Linked DNA regions of Gossypium arboreum: region 2 is linked to region 1. A link is a contact called in public Hi-C data. All regions are on one chromosome and are shown on one strand. The core of a region is the stretch at or near the end of the contact, and the rest is flanking DNA. Distances in the headings are between cores, read along the strand shown. Region 1 holds the start of LOC108453192 (splicing factor U2af large subunit B-like). Region 2 holds the start of LOC108450685 (thioredoxin-like 3-2, chloroplastic).

Region 1 (2,681 bases), core at 78-2,577:
AAAATTGAATAAAAATTAAATCGTATTTTATATGTAAGTTCTATCAATAGGTATTAAAATTATATATTTTATTTGAATACTTTGAAAATCGGTTATAATTTGTTTTGAATGTAATTGCTTGTAATTTTATATATAAAATATTTAGATAATCATTATAATTAGTGAACCTTGTTAAATTGAGTGTAACAAATTTTTATTAAAGTAATTAGGTAGATAATTAAAGTTAAATCCAATTACCCTATGAATTTTCAAATATACCCATATGTGATTTAAGTTTAAGAAGTTATTTTTAATAATAATATTTTAATTTTAGATATATATTTTTGTTTTCAAAATATAATTATATATTACTTATCTTATCTTATTTAAATGATCTAAATTTTTATTGGTGATAGATAATTTTCTATACATTTTAGCCTATTAAATATTTAATTAAATTACATAGTATTTATTATAAATTATATGTTTTAATTTTAACCAAATTATATAAAATTTATTATTAATTACTTATCCAAGGATAAAAATGATGACAAATAGCATATGTTAAGTATTAGAAAGAGAATAGTTGAACAAATATGAGATGCTATTGTAATTAGATAAAATTGTACATTATATTTATTTTTCTTATTAATTTTATTGGTAATTATATTGTTGATACTTTATTGGATTAACATGTTACATACAATAATTTGATTTTAAATTTTGTTACTTGTCTAGAAAATTTCTATCAAGTATTATTGATGATTTTTTATATTAATCAATATATTATTTAAAATTTAAAATAATATAATTTTGTAATTACAATACATACTATTAAATATAATATAAAAATTATTAATAATACTTTGTAAATCAAACATGTTGAAGAAATCTTTTTTTTTTTTTGTAATTACAAAAGGATGTGATTAGTATCCTAATAAGTAAATTTTCATTCAACTACTCTTTAGCAACTAAAACGTATTAATATTTAAGTTATATTCACAATTTAAAAGAAAATATGCATTTTATATTATACAAAAATAAAATTGACTCGTTTAGTTAGTATTTTAAAATTTATAAAACCACATCTATTTAGTATTCTTGCATTATTTTCAGTGTCTATTAATTATAATATAAATAATTATTTGATACAAGAACTACCTATTAATATAATTATTTATAATTTGACTTAAAAATAATTAATAATACCTTACTAAGTTAAGAGTTTTAATTTTTCTATAAAGGCCCAAAATGATGATAAGAAAAGCCCAAGCCCTACTCCCATTCTTACATGGGCCAGACTAAGACTAAGGTATTTATTAGACCCAACTTATAATCCCCAATTTTAGAATTTAAATACAAGGGAAAAACGAGAGAAGAAAATCCCTAATTTGTTTACTTGCTAGCTTATTCTTCTTCTTGCAGCCGACAAATCGAGTTTGGGATTTGGGAATTTGCTATTGGGAATTTCAAGTTACCAAATTTCCGGCCAAAGCTTGAGAAAAAATGACTGATTACGAAGAACCACGGTATCAAGGAAACGGAGATAACCTCGAAAACAGTTATGGCGGAGGTTCTTCTCCTAAGTCTCGTTCCGACGATCAAAACGATTCTAAATATCAGGTTAGATCTCGACAAATTCAGCTTTATTTCGTCTGTTAAGATTTTTAATTGTTTCTTCAAGTTCTTGTTTGAAGGAACTTCTAAGGAATTTGTGTGGTTTTGTTGGATTTTTTACCACGTAAAACCTTGAATTTATTGTTTGTTAGCTTTGGGGAAATCACAATGGGAAATCATGAACGGATAAGCTAAAAATATCAAATGTGCAATATGTAACGTGATTTTATTTTTAGATTGAACTATTACTTCATCATTAGTGTTTTAATAATCTATCTTGATTATACTTTGCGTCATTTGTCTTTCCTTTTCAGCAAACCTCTTAAGGAGTAAATAGAATATAGAAAAAATGCTAGCTAGCAATTGGAGCCCTAAATTTTAATGGGAGTTTTTCCAAGGCTCTATTTTTTCTTCGAATTAGGTTTATTTGTTTATCCGGAAATTTGGCTAGTTTGACAGATAGCATTTTGAATTTCTTCTAGTACTTAGTTTTGTTCTAACTTCAAGCATAAGCATTAGAAAATGATGCATATATTGTAAAATCTAGTGTTTTCTTTTCTTTCTTTCCTTTTTTTTTACAAATCAGTTTTTTAAAACAGCATGAGCTTCTCAGAATTCAAATTACATATTATGCTTCAGTTTTATCGTTCCTGTTTTTATCCTGTATGACTGGGGGGATAGGAGGAATTAGAACCGGGTTTTTTGGGTCAGGCAATCCTGTATGTTTATATCTCCATCTACTATGTTTTGCTGACGTTTGTTCTTATTTTAGATATTGAGTATTTACATATACAGATGTTCAGTTCTATTTTTCTCATTGAATTTGGCTAGTTGACAGGTTGTCTTTTCAATAAATTTTACTGCTTAGATTTGTTCTAGGCTAGGGTTTTTCTTGGAAAATAGTTTTCTTGATGTGAATTTTATGCCTGTTCTACATTTTGGATTTTAGTGTTATGGATTACATGCAACTCTCCACATTTGGTCTCTTAGTGATATAAGATAAATGCAACCTTAACTATTTCTTGTATGGGTCTCAGGATTATGAGAGAGAGTCTTCTAAAAGCAGGGAAAAGGAGAGAGAGAAA
Region 2 (2,681 bases), core at 117-2,616, 280 kb before region 1:
TAGTTTTCAAAATAACAATTAAGCTTTGAAACAATAATACCTTCCAACTCTTTATCTTTCTTAAATTATCTGTTTTGAACACCCATATTTGACACCTATGGATATTGGTAAGGAATATGAGCCAACAAGGATCCTTCAAATACATGGAAAAAACTTGAAGCATAAAGAAAGTTGAACATATACCTGTATCTAACGTTCACACTGAGTCCAAGTTAACGTATTCTTCATCTAGGTGTAAGTAACATCATAGATGAGAATTTAAGGTTGAATATAGCAATAAAATTTTCCAGCCAACTTGAATCAATAGCAAACAACCAAAAAGCTCTACTTGTTTTTCAGTCTCATCTACATTAAGCCACGTTACCAGGACAGGAATGGCAGAATATCTCCAACTTTAATCTATTTTTTATATTACACGGATTGGAGTGCAAGTGTCCAATAAGGGTATGTGTAGTTGTACAAAGGTATGCATGCATCTATATTCAACTTTTTAATGTACTTCTATGTATTTTAAGGATCACAGGGCAATTCAAGAATGAAGGGTGGGAGCAATCTAGTTATTTCCCCTTCACGTTCTTTGTAAACAAACCACATAATGTTGATCAATCTCATTAAATGGGAAAAATCCATGTTTGGAACTGGAGATACCATAAGTTTAAATATGGCGGATGAAGTTTAAGGGTTGGGAAAAGATTTATCTAAATACTCACATTAAATGGGAATAAGAATTGATTTAATGAATAAATCAGATTCTCAACAAAAACTTTCAAGCATCGACATTTTCCTGGGAAAATTTGACTTTCTCCGATTCAACAAACAACAAAAAGTAGACAAATTCGTACCAAATCAAAACAAACCCAAGAAACCATATTATAAACAACCCAGAAATATACATACCACAGTATAATCAAAGACTCCTCAAGTTGTTGAGCTTCTGCAATGACTCTATCGAACTGACTCTCACTGCAAATTTGCTGTAATTCAACTGTCAATGGCGCATCATCCAACTCCTCCAATTGCCCCTCTTCTCTCCAAGCACTAAAGATCCCAAAGTTCCCTCCAAACCCATTAATTTTCTCATTAAAACCCAATATTTTTCTCTTCAAACAAAACCCAAAGCTTGAACAAGGGGTTTTTTTCGAGAAGGATACTGAGAAACAAGGTAAACAGTCTCCTGAAAAATTGGAATTTATCAGAGTCTTAAGAGATGGAGAGAAGCTTAAGGTGAATGATTGAGAAGTCATTGCAAGAAAGGAATTGTTTGTTTTATTTGTGAATCTATAAAATTTAAAACCCTGTTTCAGGATTTTTCAGGAAATGATATTTTAAACAGGCTTTAGAGGTCGTGGGGTCCTATGTTAGATTGGGCAGACATTAATCAACATTGAATTGCACTGTTTTCCTGCTGTCAGATTGGGCTTTTCTTTTGTCTGTTTCTGTTGGAGAGCAGCTGTTTTTATCCGTATAAATATATTCTTCAATATTCTTCAAATAAATGAAGAAAAAACCCCAAACTTGAATATATTGATATAGTACATATAACAAATCCACATCCGAGACTGGGCATTTCAGTCTGGAGATGTAGATGTATGTTATGGTTTCGTATGTTCTTAAAACCTCCAACCATGTCAACTACTTTTTGGAGACTAATTTAGGCATAAGCTTACAAGAAATTAACAATTAAACAGAGACTGAAATTGCTAGCAAAATTGTGTGTATGGAATAAGAACCCAGAATAGACATCTGAAATTCAATCACATTAGCAATTCAGTTTCAAAATCTGCAATACAATGTGTTTGAAATGGACTTTCTTCCACCTTTTTTCTTGATTGGGCATGTATTCATATCCGACAATTACATTTGAGCCCGAATAAAATAGCTCTTTAATGTTCGAAAAAGACTTGCTTGGCACTGGCATGGTCTTTTGAAGGTGGATGGTGATTGTTATGGACCTTGGACAGTTCTGAAAAGAACAATCTTCGAATCATAAACCGATGTGAAGAGTTAACAATATAAGATCATCCTCCATGTTGCTTTCACAATCCAAAAATTCGACCAACTTGTTACAAAGACATTCAACCCCCTGCTGAAGCCAGCAGAAGACCAGTTGACATTTTCATGGCGCAAAACCTTCAAGACGAAGCAAACTTTCATGTTAGATCCAATACGGAACTCAAATAAATAGTACTAATACACTGAAATTTGCATCGATGTCTTCAATCACCAGGAAGCAAGTGATGAGATATACCTCAAATCTAAGTTGCTTCCGTTCTTCAAGAAACCATGTCCAACATTAGATGCATATCTGTACACAAATACGGGAATATGATCCTTCAATGATTCTCTAAATATATGAAAATCTGAGGAAAATAATAGAGCATACCCGTGTCAGACACGTACCTGTATTCACAGTTTCATACTTGAGCCCAAGTAATATAGGTAGTATGAACATGTAAGCATTTGAAAGAGAAAAGACCTGAAGCTTTGAGACCAAGTTCATCAGTCTCTCCCAACCTAAATCTAAGTTTTGTAGTTTGTTTCCTCTACTGAAAAAATGAGCAAATTAGTCCTTATACATTAGATTATAGAGAAAATGCACCATATGAATTTAGGGTCTAATTTGCATTTTTTGAGTAAAGGGGGAAAAAATGCACAACTCAACCTTTGTATGCCATATGAAT

The links. Hi-C and Micro-C count contacts between places; a contact is called where the count stands out from the background.
Region 2: a Hi-C map of leaf shows a contact between it and region 1, with 4 times the contacts expected there. The contact joins the promoter of LOC108450685 here to the promoter of LOC108453192 in region 1. A contact is called at or near these places in 2 of 5 Hi-C or Micro-C datasets (both in leaf).

The regions. Positions count from the first base shown.
Region 1 is chr5:35,441,487-35,444,167 of ASM2569848v2, reverse strand. It overlaps LOC108453192 (splicing factor U2af large subunit B-like), which reads left to right and starts at 1,327. Exons shown (of 13, transcript XM_017751153.2): 1 at 1,327-1,602; 2 at 2,634-2,681. The coding sequence starts at 1,486.
Region 2 is chr5:35,724,302-35,726,982 of ASM2569848v2, reverse strand. It overlaps LOC108450685 (thioredoxin-like 3-2, chloroplastic), which reads right to left and starts at 1,366. Exons shown (of 5, transcript XM_053027930.1): 1 at 898-1,366. The coding sequence starts at 1,244.